Linked DNA regions of Mus musculus: regions 1, 2, 3, 5, 6 and 7 are each linked to region 4. A link is a contact called in public HiCAR-type, HiChIP or PLAC-seq, Micro-C and promoter capture Hi-C data. All regions are on one chromosome and are shown on one strand. The core of a region is the stretch at or near the end of the contact, and the rest is flanking DNA. Distances in the headings are between cores, read along the strand shown.

Evidence for each region. Promoter capture Hi-C pulls out the DNA fragments that hold promoters and counts their contacts. A called contact is a pair of places that touch in the nucleus more often than the background predicts. HiCAR-type assays count read pairs that join an accessible place to other places. HiChIP or PLAC-seq counts read pairs in DNA pulled down with a chosen protein or histone mark.
Region 1: a contact with region 4 is called in a Micro-C map of embryonic stem cells, with 2.6 times the contacts expected there. The contact joins the promoter of Fermt1 here to the promoter of Bmp2 in region 4. A contact is called at or near these places in 15 of 39 promoter capture datasets (the 3T3-L1 cell line, 3T3-L1-derived adipocytes, cranial neural crest and 8 more), 3 of 484 Hi-C or Micro-C datasets (all in embryonic stem cells) and 2 of 115 datasets of contacts at active chromatin or transcription factors (craniofacial prominence and embryonic stem cells).
Region 2: a HiCAR-type map of fibro-adipogenic progenitors shows a contact between it and region 4, with 5 times the contacts expected there. The contact joins the enhancer-like site here to the promoter of Bmp2 in region 4. A contact is called at or near these places in 4 of 484 Hi-C or Micro-C datasets (cerebral cortex, embryonic fibroblasts and uterus), 5 of 115 datasets of contacts at active chromatin or transcription factors (a colorectal cancer cell line, embryonic limb bud, embryonic stem cells and 2 more) and 1 of 9 other capture datasets (embryonic stem cells).
Region 3: an H3K4me3 HiChIP or PLAC-seq map of craniofacial prominence shows a contact between it and region 4, with 4 times the contacts expected there. The contact joins the enhancer-like site here to the promoter of Bmp2 in region 4. A contact is called at or near these places in 2 of 39 promoter capture datasets (hippocampal neurons and second pharyngeal arch cranial neural crest), 1 of 484 Hi-C or Micro-C datasets (uterus), 3 of 115 datasets of contacts at active chromatin or transcription factors (craniofacial prominence, embryonic limb bud and forebrain) and 2 of 9 other capture datasets (embryonic tail and embryonic trunk).
Region 5: a contact with region 4 is called in an H3K4me3 HiChIP or PLAC-seq map of embryonic forebrain, with 7 times the contacts expected there. The contact joins the enhancer-like site here to the promoter of Bmp2 in region 4. A contact is called at or near these places in 2 of 39 promoter capture datasets (the 3T3-L1 cell line and hippocampal neurons), 1 of 484 Hi-C or Micro-C datasets (cortical neurons), 1 of 115 datasets of contacts at active chromatin or transcription factors (embryonic forebrain) and 1 of 9 other capture datasets (embryonic tail).
Region 6: a contact with region 4 is called in an H3K4me3 HiChIP or PLAC-seq map of craniofacial prominence, with 8 times the contacts expected there. The contact joins the enhancer-like site here to the promoter of Bmp2 in region 4. A contact is called at or near these places in 14 of 39 promoter capture datasets (the 3T3-L1 cell line, the HPC-7 cell line, HPC-7-derived erythroid cells and 10 more), 2 of 15 datasets of contacts at CTCF or cohesin (large pre-B cells and pro-B cells), 12 of 484 Hi-C or Micro-C datasets (bone marrow-derived macrophages, cerebellum, cerebral cortex and 8 more), 12 of 115 datasets of contacts at active chromatin or transcription factors (astrocytes, bone marrow-derived macrophages, craniofacial prominence and 8 more) and 1 of 9 other capture datasets (embryonic stem cells).
Region 7: a promoter capture Hi-C map of stem cell-derived epiblast-like cells shows a contact between it and region 4, with 4 times the contacts expected there. The contact joins the promoter of Gpcpd1 here to the promoter of Bmp2 in region 4. A contact is called at or near these places in 3 of 39 promoter capture datasets (hippocampal neurons, liver and stem cell-derived epiblast-like cells).

What each region holds. Positions count from the first base shown.
Region 1 is chr2:132,943,937-132,947,815 of GRCm38.p6, forward strand. Fermt1 (fermitin family member 1) reads right to left here and starts at 2,100. Exons shown (of 15, transcript NM_198029.2): 1 at 1,387-2,100. It overlaps Gm14102 (a long non-coding RNA gene), which reads left to right and starts at 1,816. Exons shown (of 3, transcript XR_001783483.1): 1 at 1,816-1,871.
Region 2 is chr2:132,991,612-132,995,382 of GRCm38.p6, forward strand. No RefSeq gene overlaps it. Among named protein-coding and RNA genes, the nearest start is that of Fermt1, 47 kb to the left of the region's middle. Within about 2 kb of position 1,395, at least 29 of the 459 cell types and tissues checked have an H3K27ac peak or open chromatin away from gene starts, as enhancers often do. A contact at or near this core is called in fibro-adipogenic progenitors and uterus, where this site is marked.
Region 3 is chr2:134,213,527-134,217,212 of GRCm38.p6, forward strand. No RefSeq gene overlaps it. Among named protein-coding and RNA genes, the nearest start is that of Gm52526, 310 kb to the right of the region's middle. Within about 2 kb of position 1,400, at least 11 of the 459 cell types and tissues checked have an H3K27ac peak or open chromatin away from gene starts, as enhancers often do. A contact at or near this core is called in craniofacial prominence and second pharyngeal arch cranial neural crest, where this site is marked.
Region 4 is chr2:133,549,671-133,553,573 of GRCm38.p6, forward strand. Bmp2 (bone morphogenetic protein 2) reads left to right here and starts at 2,489. Exons shown (of 3, transcript NM_007553.3): 1 at 2,489-3,681. RefSeq lists promoters at 578-3,454, 2,451-2,649, 3,139-3,454 and a cis regulatory region at 1,467-1,477.
Region 5 is chr2:134,348,209-134,351,944 of GRCm38.p6, forward strand. No RefSeq gene overlaps it. Among named protein-coding and RNA genes, the nearest start is that of Gm52526, 180 kb to the right of the region's middle. Within about 2 kb of position 2,368, at least 2 of the 459 cell types and tissues checked have an H3K27ac peak or open chromatin away from gene starts, as enhancers often do. A contact at or near this core is called in embryonic forebrain, where this site is marked.
Region 6 is chr2:133,018,654-133,022,504 of GRCm38.p6, forward strand. No RefSeq gene overlaps it. Among named protein-coding and RNA genes, the nearest start is that of Fermt1, 75 kb to the left of the region's middle. Within about 2 kb of position 2,013, at least 19 of the 459 cell types and tissues checked have an H3K27ac peak or open chromatin away from gene starts, as enhancers often do. A contact at or near this core is called in the HPC-7 cell line, bone marrow-derived macrophages, craniofacial prominence and 4 more, where this site is marked.
Region 7 is chr2:132,575,845-132,579,695 of GRCm38.p6, forward strand. It overlaps Gpcpd1 (glycerophosphocholine phosphodiesterase 1), which reads right to left and starts at 2,404. Exons shown (of 20, transcript NM_028802.3): 1 at 2,224-2,404.

The DNA.
Region 1 (3,879 bases), core at 850-3,349, 610 kb before region 4:
ACCATAAATCCAAAGATCGACTACTGCACATCTGAACGTGGTCAGGACAGATTTAAGGTGTTTGAATCAAATTCAAGAGCTCAGGAGTGCTTTATAACCAGAGGTATCCCGAGTGCAAGGATGCAGGGGGGGGGGGGGGCTTTCAACACAGAGGTCCTCCGGAGGACCGAACGACCGATTTCGGTTACTGATTGAACTGGCCAGAATGCTTGCTCTCCTCATCAGCCTGCAGCATTTCTGTATGGCGCATTAGCTCCTTCACTCTCACCAACACCCATTTTAAAACGAGGAAACTGGGGTTGAGGGAAGGTAGGATACCTCACGGCAAATCATATCAAGTTCGGTGGGGGGACCCAAACAGGAATCATCCCCCTTACTCTAAACTTACATCACTCTGAGAAACGTCCTTGGTGATTTTGCAACAACAGAAGAGAAAACTCTTAACACGCGAATGAATTCTAGCTTTTTAACAACACCTATCATTTCTACAAACAGATCAGCAGTGAAGAGACAATAAAAACAGCCTCTTCAGGGCCAACTCGACACGGAAGAGCCTTGCAATGTCCAAAATGCTATTTCTTTTCTCTCTTCTTTTCTTTTCTTTTCTTTTCTTTTCTTTTCTTTTCTTTTCTTTTCTTTCTTTCTTTCTTTTTTTTTTTTTTTGAGGCTGAGTTTCAAATAATGTTTTGCACATAAAAAGCTAACTTTATTTTTTTAAAAAAGATGATTTAGTTTTGCTCATTTTTCTGGGCCTTCAGGGTCAATTTTAAAACAAAGGACACAGGGTCCTTAGTTTTCCTGATTGGAGTGATTAACCCATTTGTATAGAAAATGGACAGATCCCTTACAACGAAAATTCCTCCTAAAATGAAGACGAGCTGGTTTTCCCACATTCCTTTCCTATCTCTCTGCGCCTTCAGTTTGGCCTGAGGTTCTCATCCTCAACAACAAGTTGTTACTTGTGGAGCAAACTTCAGCTGGGTGGAAGCTCACCCATGGAGACCGAAATAGGAGGCAACAAGGCACCTTGGATTTACCTTCCCTGGTGAAGGTCGCTCCGCCCCGGTTCAAAGAGAATGCGGGGAAGAAAAAAGAAAAAAAAGTCCGGAATATAACACGGACGCTCGGTTTGGCAGGGTGTCGCAGGGTTCTAGGTGCCCAGTCACCTGTCCTTTGCCCATTAATGAAAGCAGCCCGCGCCGACCGAAAGCGTTCCTGTGCACGATCAGATTCCTGGGCCCGAGGTGATCACCTCCAGACAAAATTATTTCAATTCAACAACCGTTTAACTGCACAGAGCTGCAGAAAAGAAGGGGGCAGAGGTCCCAAGTCTTCGCGGTGAGAGTTCCAGCCTGGCTAATCCCAATCCTCAGCGGGAGAGCTCACCTGCTATGGAGCCTGCCGCGTCCAGTCTGCAGCTCGCACGTGGACAGCTGCGTCCCCAGAGGCCGCCTTGGGCGAGCAGGGGTCTCGCGGGACCGCACCAAGGTACAGCGGGTCCAGTGATGTTGCGGGGACCTCGCGACAGCCAGTAGAGCTGCTGGAGTCCTCCTCCCAGCACCCAAGCACGGTCCGAGTCCCGGGGCCACAGCTTGGCGGCGCAGGCTAGCGCGGCGGGCAGGTGGGGGCACGTCCAGCCCAGCCTGCTAGGTCTTGCTCTCGCTCCGAGTAGGAGAAGGCTGCAGATACAATAAGGGTTGAAGGGAGCCGCAGGGCTGCTCCAGACAGGAGCCAAGCAGCCTGGAACACACTCCTCCCCTCCCGCCTCCACTTTTGTATGGCCTTTCCTGGACGCCGCCAACGTTCTGGGTACCCTGAAGCCCTGGTACTGGCCCAGGACCCAAGGCCCAGCCTTTTTCTCTGCCTCTTAGGTAAATTCGTCACTGATACCCGGGGCCAGGGAGAATCCCTTCCTGTCTGCAACTGTCTATCTATGCAGAGTTCTGGAGCAAGCCTGACCAGACAGGTGGCATGCACAGAGGCGATTCACCTCTGAGTAAAAGGGTGATGTCAGTCCTCCAAAAAAGGTGAGGTCTGGCAGGAGGAAGCCCCCTCTGATCAGACTGAGCTCCAAGCCAAAGGCTGGACCACTCCTAGAGTGGCTCACCGCAGGCAGTCATCTGTTATTTTCCTGTTAGATTCTCCAGACAGCTGCCCGCCCAGGAAGTGTGGGAGACTTTGGGTAATTCCCCCCCTCCCCCTGTACAGCGTACATTAGGTTGAAAGCTTACTGTGCCAGGCCTGGGGCAGGGCCCTGGGGATACGGTGGTTAAGAAAACAATAGTTCTTTAACTGGAAATAAGTAGAAGGCTGGGTGGCAGCCGCTCCTTGGGAAACTTTATGCATCATGCCGCATCAATGGTACGCAGTATGTGTACCAATGAGGTGACTCTGCCGTTAACTTCTTAAATCGAAAATATCCCGAAATTTATAGCCAAATCTTTGTTGTTGTTGTTGTTGTTATTCGAACATCACAATATTTAGGAACTGTTTTGGCTTGCAAGTATTTTACATTTGAATTAAAAGTTCGGTGGTATAGAGCTTTCCAGGACACACACCACTCTACATTCTAGCCCCAATCCCTAAATAAATAGACATCATTTGAACTTTATTAACAATTGCAGGGTCTTAAGGGCAGAGGGCTAGGTTCCGTGGCAGAGCACCTGTCCCTGAGTTCCTTCCTCGGCATGCACAGAAGAAATTTTACTAATAAAATCATTAAGAATTTAGGGTAAATACTGCCAGTTTTATGTCAATTTGACAGCAAGCTAGAGTCATCGGAGGAGGTGACGTTAATGAGATTGCCTCTGTAAGATCTGGCTGTAGGCAAACCTGTAGAGCATTTCCTTAAGTAGTGATTGATGTGGGACACCCCAGCCCGTTGTGTGTGGGGCCACCCCGGGGCTAATAGTCCCGGGTTCTACAAGAAGACAGGATGAGCCTCCCTGCTTTAGGTTTCTGCCCAAGAGTGGGGGTGGGGTGATAGGATGGAGTGTTGGGGTAGTGGCCAGGTGAGGTGCTGGGAGGTAATGTAGTGTTCCTGACCTGACGTTCTCCGATTATGAACGTAGATATGGAAGTGTAAGCAAAATAACCCCTTTCCTCCCCAACTTGCTTTTGATAATGGTGTTTCATCACAGCAACCGTGGCCCTAACTAAAACAGAGGAAGTTTCTTAGTACAGTTAGCCATAGGGATGGGGCTGTCACCTGACTCTGCTTTTCCCAGGTCAATCTGCTTTGACTTTGGGCAGCCGGCATTCCTTTCCTGACCTGCTTTCTGAGAACTCTGCTCCTGGGCAATCAGACCTGAGCCTGTACAGGTTCAAGGTCTGCAGTGTGACCTTAGAAGATTAATGGCTCTTTTACTACCTGTGCAGGTTTCCCATCCCACCGAAAATTGCAATAAACCTATACTAAAGAAAATTGTATTAAAGAATCCCTTTGGATTGCACTAAAGAATTCAGCAACTTTTAGGTGTCCTCCTTGCTGTTATTTTAAAAATTTATACAGATGCTCCTCGACTTTGATAGGATCACATCTCCAAAAGCTCATTGTAAGTTGACAGAATCTTGAAGTAGAAATGAATTTAATACTCAGTCTTCAAATATGGTTGGTAGCAAGGTTTACCAGAGAATAGTGGTTTTTTTCCTCCCTCATGAGAGGGTGGCTGGCTGGCTGCTGTCCCCAGCAACAAGGGAATATGTTCCGGCTCCCAATCTTAAAGCAATGCTTATTGCATCTGAACCTTGAGTTTTCAACCATGATTACAAAAACAAAACAAAAACAAAAACAAAAACCAGCCACCATTCTCAGAAGGGTTTTGCAGTTATTGCAGTTCATTTAAACAGAATATAATATATGTATTATTCTGTGTCTGT
Region 2 (3,771 bases), core at 145-2,644, 560 kb before region 4:
TTGTCTTCTAGAACATGGTAGGGCAATTAGAGTTCTCAATGATCTTTCATGTGTTTTATAGTGAAATAGAAGTTAGTGGGCTCTGTGACTCATACCTGTAATCTTCCAACTTGAGAAGCTGAGGCAGGAAGATTGGTGAACTGGAGTTTCAGACCAGCCTGGACTACAGAGTTAGATCGTATTTCAAAAACTAAAGGAAAGAAAACTCCCCACCCAAAAGAGCTCACTAACTCTTTTTGGTTTTCCACCACGAAGACATGACAAATAATCCCAATGTAAGTGCTAATTACTTCTATGAGGTCATTGTTCATTGTGCATCTATACAGAACTATCACATTTTATTCTATAAATATGTGCAATTATGTGTTAATTAAAAAGTGTAAAAATGCAACAAGGGAGATTTAGATCTGCGTGATCCTTAAGCCTCTGCTTTTAGTTGACACATCTGCCCACTGTGAGAGGGAGGATGACAGAAAACACATACTCTTGCGCGTGCACGCACACGCACACGCACACGCACACGCACACACACGCACACACACACACACACACACACACACACACGTGAGCTAATGGACCTTCACAGGAGGAGGAAATTGAGGAGTGCTCAAAGGAGCTGCAAAAAGGAGGCCTGTAAAAACGTGAACGGAGCTTGATCAGGGGGCAGGATTAGGGGATTCTGGGTCTGTTTTAGCTTCTGTGTTTGCTAATTCTAGGCTAATTGGTAATCTTCTTCCGATGTCATTTTCTAAGTTAAATGGAAACAGTGATGAATGTGAGTTAGGCAGTATGGGTGTTCTTCTGGTCCTTCCTTTGCCTCTAAGGCGGTGGTTCTCAATCTGTGGGTCTCGACCCCATGGGGCGTCGAACAACCCTTTCACAGAGGTCACATATCAGATGTCCTACATACTCGATATTTACATTACAATTCACAACAGTAGCAAGATTACAGTTATGAAGCAGCAATGAAAATAATTTTATGGCTGGGGGCGGGTCACAACATTAGGAAGGCTGAGAACTGCTGCTTTAAGGATGACTAGAAGAGCCAGAGAAGCAAGGCCCCTGCTGAGCAGCACCTGCACTGCCTGTTTGACAGGTGGGCCCTGAGAATGAACAGACTCTACGTGCAGTGACCAAGTGCTGAGCCTTGAAGCCTGCAGCTGGCCTCCTGGCTGCTGTTGCTGCCTTGGCAGAGGAGGCAGCCATCTTTGGCTTCTTGGACTCTCCAACAAGTGTTGAATCATTTGCTTTTTTTCTTCTTCTAAGAGACAGTCAAGGGAGCTGGGGGCTTGTTTTTTGGGGCAGTCTGCCACCCTTCCAGTGCCTTATAGTCCTTACTGAGTGACAGATTTATTTGACCAGTTTTGATAAGTGGGTTGTTTGCAATTCACTGGTTGGACAAATTATTTGTAATTCCTACTTGAAAGGCTGACGATCTGAGAGCTATGAGTAAGTGAGTGTGTGGGGCAGAGGGTCATTCATAGTTGCCTAACATCTTGTCATAGATCATCTTCTGATCTTTTTTTTTTATTGTTTTGATAAAAAAAACTTTAAACAAAAAAGTAAGAGCTGAAATTGGGAAGTGACAGGACTGTTTACAGACTCCATAAGCAGCTGACCACGTTCGTGACAAACGCACAAACACATCATGTTAAAAGTCTCAGTCCTCCGCTCTTTAATGACTTGGAATTTGCTGAACTCCAGGCACCCTGGATTCAGTTTCCTGCTGTGATTCGGTCATGGTGACATTCTGACTTGGCAGCGTGAGATTCCCTCTGCTGACTCATGTTTCTCTTAACTCTGTCCAGGTCTCCACAAACCTAACAACTAGCATGTGGTCACTTTGCAGGTGTCTGGCCCAGTTCCCAGAGCCCCGTCATAAACTTTTTGCTTTACATAAATGCAAAGCAATTTCTTCTCTCCCATCAATTTCTTCTCCTACCAGGGCCCTGCCTCTGGTAACATATTTAATAAAGACCACATCTCAGGCTAGTTCACTGATCAGGCTTTGAGCATTTCTTGTCAGTTTTTCACCCTAATTCCCACAATAGCCTTGGGGGGATGGTGGTCTTATTTCCAGGTGAGAGCTGCTTGCGTAGTGTGAATTCATGCAATCAATGAAGCCATGCAGTGAACAGCAAAACCACTGCAGGAGTCTGGGTGGTCTGATGCCAGGTCCCATGCTATTAGTTGTCATGATTCATTCCAAGTTCAAACACGCCTCATTCTTGGATGTTTACATCAGGAAGTCACCTGGGAGATGTGTGAAGCAGGTTATAGAAGGAGACAGGAGAAATGAGTGTGCCTGGGACCAGCTAGAGGGAACCGACCAGACCAAATTCTCTAAAATACAAGTGAGCAATCAAGCAAACTTAAACTCCCGGGACCAGCAGAAAACCTGCGCACATAACCAAGGTGCAATAACTTGTGGTTCTATGATCCCCGAATAATATGAATATTTTGTCTCTTAGGCAAACGGTGAGCTCCTGACCAACTAGGGCTGCATAGTGATACCCTACCTCAACTAAAAAACACATACCACATACACAAACAGACGGACAGGCAAGATGACAAACAGGAAGAAGATTTCACTGGTGGAAACTACAAACAGAAGGCAAAGCTGGTAAGAGGGAATGACATCAATGCACCATTTTTTTTTTTCCTCCCTGAAAGATACAAACGTCTAAGGAAATATATTTTCAGAGTCTGAGGGCAAACAGTAGCAGAGAATGTAGCAATTGAAAAACAATTATGTAAAGTGGAAATTCATAGGCTCACTCATGGCAGCTAAAATCATAAGATCTTAGGCACACACACCTGAAATACAAGCAATCAAAAAACAAAAACAAAAACAAAAACTATATAAGGAAAAGTGATTACAGAATGCTTAACCAGAGGTCTTTGATCTGTCATCTGAGGGAATGGTACCTTTCTTGATTAAACCAGACCTTTTTGTGGTCATAGAAGAGAGAAAACTCTGCAGCCATTCATTTCTTTTGTTGAATAGTAACATGTATTTCTTTTCATTGTGATGTCTTGAGCATCTGGTCATGTTGGTACAGGCAGCTCCTATGGTTCCTTTTATGTGTTGTGGATAAACAGTGTGTACAGTTTTCCTGGTCTTGTTATTGATACGACAATGAAGATGTTTATTATTTTGTAAGACAATGTTGCACAGAACAACTTTTGTGCTTGTTTCCATTGATGACCCTGTGTTCCTGCTAGCCTTCTGCTGGTCCAGGGATGATTGACAGCTCCAGCTAGCCCACCTCTGGCTACATCACTGGCATGCTCCTCCATGCAGCTTTGGTTAGGCAGTTCCTGATTGGTCTGTAACAAATATTCTCAAATTTATCTGGTCTTTAGAATGTCTTCTTTGCAATATTCATGGTACAAGGTGAATAATGATATTTCACAGAATGAATCATGTTTTTGGACCATATTTACCTCCCATTACCCTCTCTGGTTTTCCCTGCTTCTAGTTTATTCTTTTCAAATAGCTCCCCTGCCCCTGTGGCCCTTCTTATCCAGTCTTTCCCTGTCTTCTTTCACAGATATGAAATCTTTGTCATAGTTAGAATGGTCTTCCTGACATTTATCCCTTTTCCCATGGCTCTTCATACCTGTTTCCCCAACAAGTCTCTTGAGCACCTTGATCTTTGTTCTGGCATCTGTTTCTGAGAAGACTCGAACTGCCTCAACCTCTGACCACCTTTGTCAACATTCTTCTAGGTAAAACCAACCAACCAACCAACCAACCAACCAACCAAC
Region 3 (3,686 bases), core at 150-2,649, 660 kb after region 4:
ATAGTGCTGAAGTTTTCCTATAGTTTTCCTTGATGATCCCATTGTTCCACGGATCATGAGATTTCTCACAGTTCACCCTGTTCTAGGATGACTGGGGCACCAGGTACATATGATGCCCTACAGGATTACACTTGGAAAACTAGAATTAGGGATGCAGGACAGGCTTCGGTGGGGAGCTGAGCTAGGATCCTTGAGCAGCAAATGCAGATCTCAGGTGCAGAGCATCCAAACAAGATCAGACCAGCACACCAACAGTGTCCTCCCTAATGACTTAATCTGTTTTGTAAGAGAGAAAACACTGTTTTAAACATAGACCCTTTAAAAGAAGCACTGCCCTCAAAGGGGCATCCCACACCCTTCTAATCAGCAACATACACAGATGTTCTCACAAGGAAAATTCTTAGTTCTCTTTTTTCGAATCACAGTCCTGACAACTGGGACATTGTCTAACATAGCCCACAGTGACATTCATGAGAAAATGGAGGTATAATGATCAATGAACTCATCTGTGTCTGTGGGTTATCATTAACTAATGTTAATCTCCATTATAAGTGCTCACTAGTCTTTGCCCTTTAAAACTAAACATTGAGTTTCCAAAATTAAATATGAAGAATTGTGCCGCATAGAGGAATTATGAAGATTTAGAATAATCTGAAATTCTTGTTATTTTCCAATCCATTTCTTCTTAAAATTAATTTAGCCAGAGCCTCAGTGCTAGCTCCCTTTCTGAAGCCAGCCTGGGCAGAGGGAGACAGACTCCCCTCAGCACTGGGTTGTTCCTCAGTCCAATTTAAACACCCAGTCTTCTGGTCTCTTATTACTTACAAAACGTTGTCTTCATAGAGTAAGTTTTAAGGAATCCAGTTTATCTCCATGTACTGAAAGAAACATTACAAATAGAGAGAAACTGCATTTACTGCCAACATTTTGGCTCTGCTTAGGTTCTGATGGTGTTTCTTTGTTTCTTTGGAAAACCTTTTGCCCTCAGACCAGCTGCTAAAGTTGAACACCACAAGCGTTCTTTTCAAAGCAATTCTAAAAAACCATATGCTGGAATCCAAAATTCTTTACACACATGATCAGAGCCCCACATCTTAATAGCCATATAACTCTATAAAGACTTATCCCTGATTTCTCTGATAGATCATCACCACAGAAAGAAGGAAAGGGCCTCATGAAAGCATTCCACCTGTATTGCTGGCAGATGACTTATAAATGTCGCGCAGACGCTGACATGGCCTACTACTGGCTCAGAGAAGAAGCATTAAATAAACGGTTGGACATCTGCTGGTAAATACACAGCAAACAGAAAATTCAATCCGGAGCCAAACATGTGCACAGTATGGGCCCCATCTCTGCCCATAAACCAAGCAGTGAGTTCTGCTAATCATTAGCAGAGTTATTGATTTTAGATGTGTATCACACAGCTATAATTTTGTCAGAGAGTAGACCACATAAGTTGTGCTTTTTCTGGTTGTTTCATTTTGTCTTAGTCCAAGAGTCCGTAAATTGACGACCAGGACAAAAATTATAATTGACATCATCTGTGGGAAATATTTCATAAAACAACAGGCCCAGATGTAGGATTAAAGCCATGTGGTAGTAAAATACCCCACTGAAAAGGGGCCAGGTTCCATGATTTCTTATGAAAACAGATGTGCTCTGACTCCCTCTGCTTGTTTTTCAATGCTTAAAAAAAACCTTCAAATTCTCTCTCTCTCTCTCTCTCTCTCTCTCTCTCTCTCTCTCTCTCTCTCTCCATTGCACTGGAGAGAGTTGGTAAATGGATTACAGATGCAGGCTTGTACTTCAAAATCCTGACTGTCACAAGCTCTGAAATAAAATAAATGAAACATTTTGGGAAATTACATTGAACTATGGTAAAGGTAATGGGGATTAGGCAAACATGTCTGATTGGTATTTGTCTAGCATCTCTGGCATGACCGTATGAACCCCTGAATACTGCAAGATGGGGGCTAGAGTATAGGAAGTAATTTAACATGCATCCATGGATGCAGAAATAACTGAGGCTGACTCCTGAAAAACTTACTTTGTAGGCAGGGAGCTTTTACCTTTGGAGTTGGGAGCAGCTGGTAGATGCCTTTTTCAGTGTCTTCTGTCTGTCTTGTGGTAAAATTTCTGCATAAAGACATACATGGCAGACAAAAATGAGAGCCTCACTTGTCTATCTTCTCCAGTGCAAATTCCCTTTTAGTTACACGATTAACCTAAAGTTTCCCCATTGGAAATGTTGGTAACTGTAAGAGTGAGATGCTCGGGCACAAACACAGGCTATATTGTTTGACAGCTAATCTGTAGGTGGTGTGAAGAAACGTGCACAGCCACATTTCCATCAAAGCAGCCTATATCATATGGAGCCCGTTGCAGAATTACTGATTACAAGTCATTAATTCCTCCTTGGCACTGTAACTCAGCCTTCACCTCCAGTTACCTGCTGAGAAAGCTCAGTCTTAGGAGACCCTAATAAGGCATAGAGAAAGCTAGATTTCCACCATGAATCGCCGCTCAAAGTCCAGCATTATCGCTGTGCCTCCTTACTCTATCCTTTCAGCCATTCAAATATTGAAACAGAAAGTGAAGAGATTGGTTTAGAACCGATAACATCCTCCAACGCCCAATCCCCTCCCCACTGCCCATCACCACTTTTCTTGTAACGTTTCCACAACGTTCCTTCTTGGAGCTGAATGAGAACCAAAGCTTAAAGGGTGCCTGCTGGATTCCAAAAGATTCGAGTTATTTTAATGCCTTCTTCTTTAGTGTCTATCTTAGCTATGGTTTGAATCTGCAATGTCTTCCATAGGTTTGTGTGTGTTACTGCATGTGCGTGTGCAAGTGCGTTTTTCTGTGCCTGTGTGTGTGTGTGTATGTATGTATGTGTGTGTGTGTATGTAGTTTTTAAGACGATATGTGTCCTTTCTTATTTCTTTATGCAGAAAGCCTATGGAAACCAAAAGAAGGAGTTGGAGGTCCTCGTGAACCACCTGTTGTAGTTTTCTGGGAAAAGAACTCTGGTCCTCTGCAAGGGCAGTAAAAGCTCTTAAATGCTGAACCATCCATCTCTTCAGCCCTAAGTTTAAATTTTGAATATGTGATTCATACCTGGTATCATTGTTTTGGAAAATTATGGAACCTTTGGGAAGTAGGGCTCAACTGGCAGGCTGACCATGCTAGGGGAAAGCTCTCAGAGGGGCAGGCTTGAGATACAGTGTAGCAGTATTTCTGTTTTCTACTGTGCTCCTTGCCTGGCACTGTCAGCATCACCAATGGCTTCATACTCCTGGTGCCATAAGATGGGATCTGTTTCCATTGCCTTGCTTTTCCAACCTTGATGGGCTGAAAGTCTGAACCAGAAATAAAAAGATGCAGTCAAAAACAAATAAACAAAAAACCCAAACCTTTCTCCTTTAAGTGGTTTCTTCCAGGTATTTTTATCAAAGTAGCAAGAAAAGTAACTAATGGATCCTCCTGCTGGCTCCGGGAAAGCCCAGCTCCCAGCTAAACTCTCTTTCCTCTGCAAGCATCCACTGGAAATGGTGAGACAAAGGGTAGGTGCTGAGGTTAGAGTTGAAAGCCCAAGGGAAACGCGATTATTATCCTTCCTCAGAAGAGTTTTGTGAGGTTTTGTTCCCAGTTAGCTTTTATCGTTATAGGGAAAAGAGCTGCAG
Region 4 (3,903 bases), core at 1,239-3,738:
AGTTGCCAAAGTATGACTCTTTAAGTACTTAATTTCATCCCAGGTCATGTCCACACACAAATGAGGATTTCCGATATCTCCTGAAAACCTGGCAAAAAACGGACTAGAATAGAATAGCAGCAGCCTCCTTTATGTAGAGTCCTAACCAGTAGACTGTGTTCTGATACATTGTGTCTGGACCTTCTTACAAAGATCAGACTTGTAATTCTCACCTTAGCTTGCCCCAGGACTGCCTGGCCACTGGAAACCCCTTACATATTTGTTAACAGAGACGCTAAATAGGATAAATTCAGAGCTACTCCAGAGCTACTCTCGCCTTCTGAACTGGCAGATACTGAGAAAAACTTTGTTAATGGTAAGATCGAGCAAGTCCGCAAGCACTGTACATTTTCAGAGAAGACAGATAGTACCCCCTCAAAGTATTAAGTAACCACACATTATTTGTTGTGGGTGGGAGGAGGCCACCAGCATAGAGTGTAAAAAGCAATAAGTCTCTGTATTTGTTTCTTCTCTACAATTTCAATTGCATGAAAAATGGACTGAACATGACCATCTACACTGTATTCCAAAGAACAGAGAATTCATTTAAACTGGATTCACTTCTAGGTCCCATGCGTTTACACTCATTTCCACCACAAGAGGGCAGCCATCTCTAAAAAAACAACAGTCGAGTGCTCTTCAGAGAAATTGGGCCAAACTTGAGGAAAGTTCCTGGGAAAGGCTTTTTAGCAGCACCTCTCTGGGCTACAAAAAAGAAGCCAGCAGGCACCACCAAGGTGGAGTAACTGTCCAGAGGCATCCATTTTACCTCAGAGACTTGATTACTAAGGATATCCTAAACGGCCAAACTCTCTCTTCTGGTGTTCCAGAGGCCCAAAGCTGCAAGGCATTGTTGATGTCATCACCAAAGGTTTCATTTTCATCTTTTCTTGGGGTTGGTCCAACAGCTGTCAGCTTTCTCTTCCTCATTAAAGGCAACTTTCTCATTTAAATCTCATATAGGTTCGGAGTTTCTTGCTTTGCTCCTTCCGCCTCCGCGATGACAGAAGCAATGGTTAACTTCTCAATTAAACTTGATAGGGAAGGAAATGGCTTCAGAGGCGATCAGCCCTTTTGACTTACACACTTACACGTCTGAGTGGAGTGTTTTATTGCCGCCTTGTTTGGTGTCTCATGATTCAGAGTGACAACTTCTGCAACACGTTTTAAAAAGGAATACAGTAGCTGATCGCAAATTGCTGGATCTATCCCTTCCTCTCCTTTAATTTCCCTTGTAGACAGCCTTCCTTCAAAAATACCTTATTTGACCTCTACAGCTCTAGAAACAGCCAGGGCCTAATTTCCCTCTGTGGGTTGCTAATCCGATTTAGGTGAACGAACCTAGAGTTATTTTAGCTCCCCGACTGAAAAGCTAGCACACGTGGGTAAAAAAATCATTAAAGCCCCTGCTTCTGGTCTTTCTCGGTCTTTGCTTTGCAAACTGGAAAGATCTGGTTCACAACGTAACGTTATTCACTCTGGTCTTCTACAGGAATGCTCAGCCCATAGTTTTGGGGGTCCTGTGGGTAGCCAGTGGTGGTACTATGAAGGCTCCTGAATGTAGGGAGAAATGGAAAGATTTCAAAAAAGAATCCTGGCTCAGCAGCTTTGGGGACATTTCCAGCTGAGGAAGAAAACTGGCTTGGCCACAGCCAGAGCCTTACTGCTGGAGACCCAGTGGAGAGAGAGGACCAGGCAGAAAATTCAAAGGTCTCAAACCGGAATTGTCTTGTTACCTGACTCTGGAGTAGGTGGGTGTGGAAGGGAAGATAAATATCACAAGTATCGAAGTGATCGCTTCTATAAAGAGAATTTCTATTAACTCTCATTGTCCCCTCACATGGACACACACACACACACACACACACACACACACACATCACTAGAAGGGATGTCCACTTTACAAGTGTGTATCTATGTTCAGAAACCTGTACCCGTATTTTTATAATTTACATAAATAAATACATATAAAATATATGCATCTTTTTATTAGATTCATTTATTTGAATATAAATGTATGAATATTTATAAAATGTAATAATGCACTCAGATGTGTATCGGCTATTTCTCGACATTTTCTTCTCACCATTCAAAACAGAAGCGTTTGCTCACATTTTTGCCAAAATGTCTAATAACTTGTAAGTTCTGTTCTTCTTTTTAATGTGCTCTTACCTAAAAACTTCAAACTCAAGTTGAATATTGGCCCAATGAGGGAACTCAGAGGCCAGTGGACTCTGGATTTGCCCTAGTCTCCCGCAGCTGTGGGCGCGGATCCAGGTCCCGGGGGTCGGCTTCACACTCATCCGGGACGCGACCCCTTAGCGGCCGCGCGCTCGCCCCGCCCCGCTCCACCGCGGCCGCCCCGTAGGGCGCGCCGTCCACACCCCTGCGCGCCGCTCCCGCCCGCCCGGGGATCCCCGGCGCGCTGCGCCTCCGAGGGGGAGGTGTTCGGCCACGGCCGGGAGGGAGCCGGCAGGCGGCGTCTCCTTTAAAAGCCGCGAGCGCCGCGCCACGGCGCCTCCGTCGTCGCCGCCGGAGTCCTCGCCCTGCCGCGCAGAGCCCTGCTCGCACTGCGCCCGCCGCCGCTGCGCTTCCCACAGCCCGCCCGGGATTGGCAGCCCCGGACGTAGCCTCCCCAGGCGACACCAGGCACCGGACGCCCTCCCGGCGAAAGACGCGAGGGTCACCCGCGGCTTCGAGGGACTGGCACGACACGGGTTGGAACTCCAGACTGTGCGCGCCTGGCGCTGTGGCCTCGGCTGTCCGGGAGAAGCTAGAGTCGCGGACCGACGCTAAGAACCGGGAGTCCGGAGCACAGTCTTACCCTCAATGCGGGGCCACTCTGACCCAGGAGTGAGCGCCCAAGGCGAGCGGGCGGAAGAGTGAGTGGACCCCAGGCTGCCACAAAAGACACTTGGCCCGAGGGCTCGGAGCGCGAGGTCACCCGGTTTGGCAACCCGAGACGCGCGGCTGGACTGTCTCGAGAATGAGCCCCAGGACGCCGGGGCGCCGCAGCCGTGCGGGCTCTGCTGGCGAGCGCTGATGGGGGTGCGCCAGAGTCAGGCTGAGGGATGCAGAGTGGCGGCCCGCCCGCCACCCAGATCTTCGCTGCGCCCTTGCCCGGACACGGCATCGCCCACGATGGCTGCCCCGAGCCATGGGTCGCGGCCCAGCTAACGCAGAACGTCCGTCCCTCGCCCGGCGAGTCCCGGAGCCAGCCCCGCGCCCCGCCAGCGCTGGTCCCTGAGGCCGACGACAGCAGCAGCCTTGCCTCAGCCTTCCCTTCCCGTCCCGGCCCCGCACTCCTCCCCCTGCTCGAGGCTGTGTGTCAGCACTTGGCTGGAGACTTCTTGAACTTGCCGGGAGAGTGACTTGGGCTCCCCACTTCGCGCCGGTGTCCTCGCCCGGCGGATCCAGTCTTGCCGCCTCCAGCCCGATCACCTCTCTTCCTCAGCCCGCTGGGCCCACCCCAAGACACAGTTCCCTACAGGGAGAACACCCGGAGAAGGAGGAGGAGGCGAAGAAAAGCAACAGAAGCCCAGTTGCTGCTCCAGGTCCCTCGGACAGAGCTTTTTCCATGTGGAGACTCTCTCAATGGACGTGCCCCCTAGTGCTTCTTAGACGGACTGCGGTCTCCTAAAGGTAGAGGACACGGGCCGGGGACCCGGGGTTGGCTGGCGGGTGACACCGCTTCCCGCCCAACGGCGCAGGGCGCCTGGGAGGACTGGTGGAGTGGAGTGGACGTAAACATACCCTCACCCGGTGCACGTGCAGCGGATCCCTAGAGGGGTTAGGCATTCCAAACCCCAGATCCCTCTGCCTTGCCCACTGGCCTGCGACCTTCCTCCAGCCGGTTCCTCCTCC
Region 5 (3,736 bases), core at 1,118-3,617, 800 kb after region 4:
TTCCCAGAACTGATTGTCCCTGGCATCCAGTGGGGAAGGTGCTCTGAGAGTGGGCCTCTGTCAGATTCTGAATGCTGGTAGGAAGGAAAACCTTTGGATAAAGGAAAATGTTGGTCACTCCGGAGGAAATGAGATGGATCCCAGGCAAAAGGAGTAGCACGCATGAAGCTGAAGACAGATCCAATAGAAGAGGAAGAATTCATGGAACCAGGAGGAAAGGAAACAAGGAGGCTGGTAATTCAATGAAGAGAGACAGCAGGGGCCAGCCCTGTAAGATTCAGTGTGCATGGAAAGGAACTCAAATTTCAAGCTAAGGCACTAAGGGCTAAAGCAAAGTTCCAAAGCAATTATGTTTTAATGTTGAAGTTACCGCAGAAACTAATAGGTTTCCACAGGAGTATTTATGCATATTTTATTCACATTCATTCTTCCTTCCTGACTTGGGCTTCCCTGTGCTGCCCCTTTGCCCTCTGCAGCCCACTTCTAGGTACTGTGCTGTCTTAACTAGAGCCCAAATAACATTTTCAAATTTAGCTATTCCCCTAAAATTTTTAAAAGGCCTTCTCAAATGTATTTTCTTGGTTGTCTGTATTTGAGATGTTCCTACCATATGAAGTACAAATACTCTTTTGCTACATTCAGGTGGGTAAAAACAATGTAGCATGCTAAACGACTTTTTCCCCTACAGTCAGTCAAATCATCTTCTTCAGCATCACCTTCCCTTGTAATTATGTGGCATAACCTGTCTAAGAGGCCTTTGGCAGTTCACATCCATGTACAATGTGATGAGGGGCTCTTCTTTTCAGTGGTGATCCATCATGAGATGCTGTGCATGCACAGATACATGCCTGTGTGAATGGAGATGTGGAAATGTTGGAAAACTCTGAGTGTCTTTGGACCACTATGGCAGCCAGGTCAGGAATCTGCTTTCCACCGCTTGCCTGTTGAGTGTTGCTATGATACTTATTGCTCCTGCCTCCACAGTTTGCCATCTCTGGCCTTATAGTAGTAGTCCTTTCTGTTTAATGATGTTTGCCTTGACTCTACATGAAAATCTGTGTGTCTGCCTCCCAGACATCTGTACAATCCCAGCAAGGCACTCAGCCCCCCAAGGGATGAGGATCTACAGGGATTTCCATGCCTATACTGCTACCTCCCACCCATCCAGAAACAACAATGATTGCCTCAATGGGACAGACAGAAATTCTAGATGCCTGCATATAACACAGGCCTGCCCCCACTCCACCCCATCACATTCCATCACATCACACACATGCTACATTGCCAATTAATCAATGTGTTTCACTGCGTTGGGTTATTCTGACAGGCAGTCTTCCTAAAACGTCAAACAGAAAGTGAGGTAATTACATCTGTTTTCTATCCTTTAACTATTCTAAAAATAAATAAATAAAAGGAGGGAACTTTAGGCTGCAAGTTTAAAACCCGGGTTCTAACACCCCCAGCCCCCTACCCACACACTGCCTTCCTTCCTTCCTTTCTCCTTCACATACCCCACTTGGGCAGGAAAGCAAAAGCTTTCTGTCCCGCCATGCTGGCTGCACTTCCCCAGTCTAATTCCCTTCAACCCTCTTGCAGCTCTGAACCTCAATATTTAAATGGTTTCAGGAGCGAAACCTATGACCTGAGAATAAGACATAATCTGGGCATAGAATTACTCAGGCACCTTGGAAATGCAAATAACAGAATGAAGATCCTTTAGTAAATATGCTAAAATTAAATACTCAGGTATTTTTCCTTTAAAAACCTTATCTCTTTATGTGCCATCCAGAGAATCTATAGATTGGATTCCTTCCAGCCTAATGTAGCATTGAGAGTCTTAAAAATCCTTGCAATTTTCTCTGGGTGATGCCTATTTCATGAACTAGGTGTGTGGAGCGGTAATTTGACAGGGACAAAAAATAAAGCAGGTTCAGTCTCACTTTTTTCTTTTTCTTAAAATATATATTTTGTCAAACCTGTAGTCCATCTGTGGATAGGCCTTCCTCCTTGCCTTCTCTCCTCTTGTGTCTTTCTCCTCTTTTTCTGCTCCCTTTGCTTCCCTTCCTTTCTTTTCCATTTAAACCCTCTTGCTGGCTGTAGATTGCACAGAGAACCTGGTCCTGGGAGCCTTCAATTAACACGCATTGCACATTATAGTACAGAAAACCTGTTAGAATTATATGCTTTCAAATATGACTCCTATTCAGTGCTTTGGATTCCCTGTCTCCATCCTTCAGTCTAAAAATTACTCAGATTTCTGCAAAGTTACACGCTTTCTCACCAATTATCTGAAAGACCCTGAGAATGGTACTTACATCAAAGCCCAGCCTAATGACACAGGACACCTGGCCACAGCAAATACAAGCATCTCTCAGCTCTTTGCTCCATTTGGCAAAAAGCTATTTCCATCTCAGTCACAGCATAACAAAGGACTAATTGATGGCAGTATTTTTTTTCCATCTCTCAAAAAATAAATTGAGCCAACCCCACAAGCTCATCTAGAGGAATTAATTAGGGAATAGGAAATCTCCAAAGCCATCCTTAAATTGAGATTGAACAAAGCCCAGGGAACAGATGGCTTTTCATCCGAATTCTTTAAAAACCTTTTGCTCTCTACTAATTCCCTTACAGGAATGAGAACAAACTGGCAAATGAATTTGAGCAAACCATGTCACCAGGTGTTCAGGTCCCCTAAGGTTTCCTCTGCTCTAGGAAAAAGAAAAAGAAAAAAGGAAAAAGTCCGACAGGTATCCTCTTTACCGATATTATTATGATTTCATTTGTGCATGCGAGTGCTTCCCCAGGGGCTCCTTTTGAGTCTCTGGGCATTTCTTTCTACCTAGCTAGGGAAGGATTCCCTTAATTGGTGCAGCTGATTGTGAACAACTGCTCAGAGCTCCGGACTCTGTCAGCACACACCAAACAGCTGAGAATGAGGTCATTGCGCATGTAAAGTACAAAAATGGCCAACAATTTCGTTATTTTGTCCCAGGTATCTAGAGATTTTAGGAGCAAAGGTTGCGAGCAGAATGTGCTATCCCAATAGCTAAGCAGATGGTTTTCCTCTACAGACTTGGCATGCAAAAGCATAGTTAGAGAGAAGCATATTTCTCCTATATGAGCGGTTAGCAAGAAGCTGCCATACAGCCTCCCAAGTATGGCCAGTCTGAATGTATGCTTTCCCTGTCCCTGTGATACCTAAATGCTAAAACTAAATCTGGTAGAATTTTAAAAACAATTTTGTTTTGTTTCCCCCATTTTGGGTGGATAAGATTCAATGCATTTGTTGAATACTATTGATTCCAAATATGTGTGTTGTGTGATAGACCACTATGGATAATTAACATGTGCCTTCCTTGGGACAGGTCTGGATCTGCAGGTTTATAATACCAGCTTTTAGGAGATCAAGTGAAAAGAGTAGAGCATTTGAGTCTACTCTGGGCTAATTAGTGAGTCCTGTTTCAAACACTAAAACGAAATAATTAAATTGTTTTTTAAAATTGTGCCTTACCTAAGAAAATTGTCATGCCTTTGGTAGGAACACTTACCTATTGCCAGCAATCTAAAACCACACGATGGTTTACTACATTCTCTGCAATGCACAACAGACTTCTCAAGCTTCTGTAACCTATTGGAAGTTTTAATATTTTTCATTTTCTTGCTTTTTTTTTTTGTTTTGTTTTTAGTAGATGTGGGACATACATATCTCATAGCACAGGTGGAGATGTGAAAGAAC
Region 6 (3,851 bases), core at 763-3,262, 530 kb before region 4:
ATCGGAGCATTCTGGTTTTCTTCAGACCCTCCCTGAGGACCCCAGGCCCTAAATACCATTGATTCCTTTAACTCCCCTATTCTAACTTCACTCTCACCGAGCATCCTTAGCCAGTCAGGTACAGCACACAACAAGCAACAATCTCAAATCTGTCTCTCCCATGACAATGGTTTCTTGTTGTCAGCTTCTACGACATCTTTGAGCTTCTTTAACATGGCCATCTTGGGGACAGTGGTCACCAAGGTGGTCTCGTCAGAATAGGAACATCCAAATCATGACACACTGCATCGGCAGTGGAGATAAAAAAAAAAAGCTCAGCCTTAGTTTTTGCTTTCCTGTCAGTTTTCACAATGAAAGTAATATCGTCCCTTACCTGTTACTGTTATTTTTATCTCAGCATGGCTTTTCAGTGTTTCAAAAGAAAACACATCCTCCCTCAAAAGAAAATATATACAGATGAAGGAAGATTCTTCAGTGAAAAGAAATGGACAGTTGACTTCTTCCACAATGGTCCCTGAGCCTTGTGGGGAAGAGGGTGTGATGTAGATATTCTATTTGAGGCTGGGATCGTCATGTACTTAGTCTCTGCACTTGCTTTCTGTCAAGGCAAACAGGAAGGCACTATAATTCAGAAACGCATCTATGTAGAAGCATTCACCAAATTTAATTTGTACTCTAAATTCTGAACAAATCTTTTAATAAAAGTAACAGCTCAGATGGATCCTACATAGAAGCTAGTTGGGTGGTAATATGTTTAATAGCGTCCCCTATAAAATGATTTACTGGTCTATTAAGCAAGATACAGACAGGGTGGAAGGTATAATATGCTCCGAGAAAAACAAACACACAAAAAAAATAAACCAAACCAAACCAACAACAAGAAGGAGGTCTAATTTTAAAATCACTTTGTCTTATCAGATCACAGCCAGGCAAAGTGAAAAAACTGGAAAATCTATAGAAAGAAGTTAGGGGTGGAGTCTCTGATTCTAAGTCTTAAGCTTTGACTATGGATGGCAGTACTGGTGCTGCAATTCCCTCCCAAATTGTTGTTGCTATTAGAGATCTGGACTGGGGGAGGTGGAGACCATAGAGCCTTACCTAGAAGGCAGTCCAGAGAGGCAGGGAGTGGGAGCCCGTGCAGCCACAAAGCAAAGCTGCAAAGGCAGATGCGAGGTTTTTGCAACATTTTAATACTGAATTCTAAACTAGAAATTGCCCACCCTAGCCATCTCTGTCATGCATTTATGTGTCCCCCATCCCCAGCACCTGATGTTCTCTGTCACTCTGCTGGTTAAAGCTATAGGTGTTGGGATGATGGCTTTAACCTTTGAACATTTATAGAACAGAATCTCTGAGCAGTCTTGTGAAGCAACGGGAGATATGAAAATCTTATCCCTAAAAAGGCCTTCTGAAAACATCTGGTTGTAAGTCAGAGTGTTCGATGAGAATTATGAACATGGAGCAGGATGGAGGGAGGAATGGAGAACAGGTAGGCACCACCTTGGCTTTAAACCCTAGTGGTAGCCAGCTGTGTTCCAGTGTTACGAAGGTTAGCTCGGATCAGGAAGAGAGCAATTCATTTTCACCTGAAATGTAAGGGGGGAAAATACTAGAATATACTTTCTATAGATGGAATTCAGCCAGGGCACTGGGCATAATGCTTCTGACCCTAAACAATTAAGGTGCCTTTAAAGGCTGCTCAAACGGGATGAAATTGGACACCTCCTGTAGTGTGTTTAGTGCTGAAGCTTGAGCACGTTCATCCCCAAGCTTCCCTGTCAAGATGTATTTTTCCCTTGAAGCTCATTTTGAATTGATTTTAGCTAACGTGAGGGCAATGGGGTCCTCAGCTTGCTCCTCAGAACCCGTAAGCCTCGTGTCTTAAGATCGCAGACCATGCCTTTGGTTTTCTGATGAGAACTGAGATGTCTGCCTTTTTTGCTTGCTTAGTGGAAACAGTGGAAATGACTGCTTCCAGCAGAGGGCGCCCTTACTCAGCGGATTGCCCTGGATTCAGAATTACTTGGTGCTATTGAACCGCACTGGGTAACAGCTTTTGCTCCTGAAGGCTTTGCAGTTCAGCTTGTTTTTGGCAAGTCATTTATCCCTAAGGTGTTAAAGTGTTAAGAAGGCTTGTTCCAATGTTTTCCATAGTTGGCTAAGTGATAAACTGTACTATTAATGAGGGTGGTAGCAGATCATAAAGTGGGTTACCTAAATATCTGCTGATTTTATTTACTCATAAATCTCATAAATATTGGTAGGACGTTTTCTGTGTGCAAGGCATGGAAATGGGGAGAGGAGGATGGAGTGACCCTCAATCAAATCTCCCCCCAAAGAAGCTACCAACACACAAAGAGAGTAAGACAGAAATGCAGGGAGAGAAAATGCAAGCATGCGCATACGTATGTGTGTGCATATCCCATGCACTATACTTCTAATAATAATGCATGCTTATTAGAAGTAATGATGTCGCCGATAGTCAGGGTTGGGAGGCAGACGTCTTTCTGCTTCCTGTTGTTGATGGCAGAGAGAACAGCCGATTTGTTTTGAAAGTGTTTTAACTTCTGCCAAAATGGATTTGCTCAGGCCTTCCCTCCTTCTGCTTTTAATCCCGGGTTCTATTTTAAGAGGGAATTCATCTGTATGTTGCAATTTGATCCTAAAATTTAAAGATAGGTGATTTGGAAAATTAAATCTAAAGATAGGTTTGTTCACTCCCTCAGTGTTTTCTAAAGCCTTCCAATTTCCTGTGTAAAGAGGAACCATGGTGGTAGACTCCCAATTTCCTGTGCAAAGAGGAACCATGGTGGTAGATACTCTTCCTCCCAGAGGAAATCTAGAATGAGATTTGAAAGTGGCAAAATTGTTTAATATTTTCATGTTGGGGTGTTGGCAGATGTAAATATAGATGCACGTTTTGTCTTGGTCTCTGCGTCAGTGAAAACTTCCAAAGTGGGTCCTGGAATTCTGTGTTATCTTAGCAAGCTCTGCCCTGGGCTGGGGGATATAGCAGGAGGCACTAGGATCCTCTGGAAACAAACAGGCATATCCCAGTGACCTGACCTGGCTACATGTTCTGTCACTGTCCTGCTATGGAGAGACTAAAGTGGCCCAGTGTGGCATGCTCTCCCCATGTGACTGTAGGTCCAGAGGCCTGCTGCAGTTTGCCCATCTCCAGGACACCATCTAAGGTTAGCACTTGAGTGTCCAGCCCAGACCCCGTGCCTGGGCCTGCCCTACACACTCTTAGGTGCTACAGTGCTGTTGGGGAGGCACACTGCTTTGGAGTTTATGTATCTTCTAGCAACTTACACATCAGGGCAGACAGGAAATGGGATACAAACTTCAGTCCCTTGTCTCAAGGTTGGAGTCAGTTCTGTGATGTAACTCATGGTCCAGCACTCTCTCTTGAGTCAGGTTAAAGGGAGAGTCCAGTGGAGTCTGCCTTCTCCTTGCCTCTGCCTGTTCTGTCCACCTTCACCCACTTCCTTACCCAGAGGGTGCTCTGGGTGTACCTGGAGTTCAAACGCTGCTCTTGTGAGACCTCACCGGAGACAGGATCTCTTTAGACTTGGAAGGGCAAAGACTCTTCTTCAGTCAATATGACCTGCTGGTTGCTCGTGTGCAGTTGACATCTTCTCCCTGTAAGAGAGCAGATGTGCCAAGTGGCTATGAGCTCCAGCCTGTTCTTGTTTAGTGATAAACATTTTTTTTCCAGCGAGTGGTTTAAGAATGTGAGCCAGTCAGGGCTGGAGGAATGGCTCAGAAGTTAAAAGCACTGACAGATCTCGCAGAAGCCTGGGTATGGTTCTTGCATCCACACGTTGGTTCACAACCACCCATAACTC
Region 7 (3,851 bases), core at 1,154-3,653, 970 kb before region 4:
GAGACAAACACATGGAAACACAGAACAGTCCAGGAGACAAGTGCCATCGTCCACTTGAATTGTCAAAAGTCAGCAATCTAGTTCAATTCTCACCCCTCAAAAACTGTAGCACCATACCAAGCAAACCTGGGAAGGCGCTGTGCTGGCAGCTCACTTGACCATGGACAGAGGCCAAAATTTTGGTGCAGGACAGCTTCAGCACCCAACCGCCTCCAAAACAGCAGTAACAGTGTTTTAGAAAGTACCTGTTCTACTGAGGATCTCAAAGTTTACATCTACCTTTATTCTTCTGCTAAACAAACAAAAATATCCCAACTTGGATGAAGGAGGTCTTTCAGATACACATAAAAGGTAAGAGTAAAAACTGCTAGTAACTGCACACCCGGCTGAGACAGATAACCAGCTCACCTACCGCCTCACTACGGAGTTTGTTGTTTTGGCTTTGGTAATTCCTTTCCCAATGCAATTCCCAATTTGTACTACCTAAAGATATATACTACACAGCACGTTTAGGTAAATTTGAGCTGTTAATTTAATTTGCTTACTTATTTTTGAGGCTGGATCTCACTTCAACGCCCTGGCTGTTTTTTTGGTTTTTTTTGTTTTTTGTTTTTTTGTTTAAAAAAAAAGTGTGCATTGCAGCCTGTGTCTGGCCCATTTGAAGTTTGTTAAAAGACTCAAGGAGTTTTTAAATGTCACCCACCATAACTTACTGACATCAAAACTTTTCACAGTTCCTCCTGACAAAAAAGTTTATTCTTTTTTGCTGAATGTTTTCAACTGTGGACCTAGCTAGTTTCAGACCTAGCTGGTTTATCAGCTTGAGAAACATACTGGAAATTTAAGCTAACCCCAAAGGGACAGAAACATTTAGCTTACAGCTGAACTGAAAGTGGGTATTTTTAGCTAAAGCACATATTTCTGGCCAAAAAAGAACATCTGTGTTTTCCTTTAAAACTTTTCAAAGAAAAAAAAAGCTGTTTCTAATTCTCCTCGATTCTAGCAGATTCTCAGAATATCCTATAATTAAGAAGCAGGTTAAGTGACCACACTGATGTCTGCCCGTGTTAGTGGGGGGATCACTATGGCCCCATTTCTCAGACCTCCATATACTTTCAGCTAATATTTTAATCAAACATATGCAGACAAGAATGGGTTTTTCATTAAGCAAAGGCATTAGCCTTTGGACAGTCCTTAAGCCAAATTAACATCTCATCATCTTTAGACATGCAGTGGGATTTTTTACAAATGCTTTTCATTTCGTGTTGATATCATTTTCATATGCATTTATTACACGTTTTTATTATATACAAATAGTTGACTCACCCACCAACTTTTTATACACACCAAATATTATTCAGTTTTCTTGTGTTTACCAGTTCTCCGGGTGCAAATTTCCTGTATCTCTCTTTACAGATTTAAATTTTGTTTAGAACACTGATTTCCCCTAGTATGTAAGCCACTGCATGGGGTTTACCAGTTTTATTTTGTGCTGTGTGTTTCTAGAACACTGAGCAATTTGGGAGAGAGGGGAGGCTGACAGCTTGTATTTATTCTTTTCCTTATTGTGTTAGAAATGTAGCAGGCAGCAGCTTGAAGGGCAGAGTTAAGTGGGCAGGAGACCCAGAGTGGCAGGGGACAGGAGTATAAGAGGGGACTCTAGACCCGACCATGCTTGCTGCTTGCAGAGTCAGAGAATCGCTAGAAACCGGCAAACTCCAGGCTTCCAAGCCCTCGGGCTTCTGGCCGGACCCGGCAGATGAAGCAGCACGGGGCAGCCACTGCCTCCAAGCCGGCGACGCCAAGGGGACCGCAGCCCTAAAACGTCACCGAGGGCACGGACGAGGAGCTACACAAAGCCCTGGGTTCCCCCCGCCCGGCTGTACTGTCACCCGGAGTTTCTTTCGCGGGCACTAATTTCTAGGCACTTTGGGGAAAGAAGCAGCTGTCAAAACCGCGCGAGTCACCAGTGCGGGCGCGAGGTGACTGAGGGGGCGCGGAGGAAGGGAGGCACCGAGGGCTTGGGCTCCAGCTCCGCCGTTTTCTTTGTTCCCCTATTCTCCGCCCGGGATTTCCGTGGCTGTCCTGGGTCACGCCGCTCAGTGGGACCGCAGCCGCGCGTGGCAGCCGGGGTTCCAGCCGCACCGCGGCTCCGGAACACCAGGCCGCCCGCCCGCCCGCCCCTCCGCGTGAGCGCCCGCCCGCACCGCCGGCCCCCCTCACCTGCCGCTCCGGGCCGCGCCGAGAGCCTGGGCCGCGGCCGACGGAGCCGAGCGTCAGCGCCTCGCCAGCGCTCCCTTAGGTGGCCCGAGGAAGCAAGGAGCCCAGTTACAGCCGCCTCTCAAACCGGTTTCAGCTGCCCTAGACTAAACTGCCAGCCCACCCCGCGGGGCGGGGTCGAAGGGCGGCGGGGCGGGGCCTGACGTCACGCCCGGTCCGGTCCTGGCCAATCGGCGGCCGCGCGCCGGGGGGCGGGCTGCGTGTTCCTGGAAGGGCTGCCCAGAGACCTGAGGTGGCCCGACAGCCTTAGCCCATCTGGCTGGGGTCAGCTGAGGTACTGAAGGTCAAGGTGGTGCGCCTGTAATCCCAGTGTTGGGGAGGTTGAGCCAGGCAAGTAGACTCGAGTTCGAGGCCAGCCAAGGCTATAAAGTGAGATCCTGTCTCAAAAAAGAGAGCTGAGGGAGCCTGATGTTTTCTGGAAACTGCATTCCTTAGGAAACAATCACAGACTAAATCCTTAAAGCTAAAACAAGGAGCTCAGAACAGCTCAGTGGATAAAGGCATTGACCACATTTGAAGATCTGAGTTCACCCACTGGAATCTACATGGTGAGAGAGACCAGACTCCTGTTGACTTCTAGAAGCCTGCTGTCACAAACCCCAAATAAATAAAATAAGTCAATAAATAAATAAAACCAAACTAGAGTTGTTCTTTGCTTTCTAAAACTACCCTTCCTCTTCTTCCTCCTCCTCCCCTCTCTCCTCTTCCTCTTCCTCCTCTTCTATCTCTGTGTGTGCCTCCAACCCTAAATCAGCCCAAGATCAACCACTAGGTAACTTCTAACACAACATTATGTAATCGGGTTTCACTTCAATTGAGATAGTGAGCATCAAGCAGAATCACCTTTTCGTATTGAAGGTCCACTGCTCTACATCTGCTAATTGCTCGCTGTGACTTCATTTCTCTGCTGTTAGTCATACTTAAGTGGTGTTTTTCAAGAGTCTACTTCCTTTGAATGTTTTTAGTATATCTCATCATTTAGTCAAACTACCATTTGTGCAATATTTATGGTTCGGGATGGTAGATCTAACTCATGCCCCTCCCTAAATCCTCTTAAAATATCAAAAGATCTGCACCTGATACAGATCTGTAATCCTAGAATCTCAGAGGTTAAATCAAGGTTGATATGAGTTGGAGGCTTGCCTGCCTGCGTAATGGGTACTAGACCAGCAACAGCTTACATTACAAGACATTGTCTCAAAACAACAATAAAAGTATGGTTGACCCAACGTATCCTTGAGTTCCACATTGGCAGATTCAAGCAATCACAGGCGAGAAATGGGGGGAAAAATGTATTCGTATTAACATATAAACGAGGGGGAGAGGGATTTAAAAATAAAGGCATATGCTGGGTGGGAAAGATAGCTCAGTAGTTAAGAGTGCTTATTCTTGCAGAAGACCTGGAATTGGTTCCCAGCACCCACATGGCAGCTCACAACTTTCCATAATTTCAGTGTAGGGACTTCAATGTCCTGTTCTGTCCCCGAAGGGCACCAGTCCCATATGTGGTGCATACATACATACACATACATACATACCACACATACATACAAAATAAACTTAAAATAACC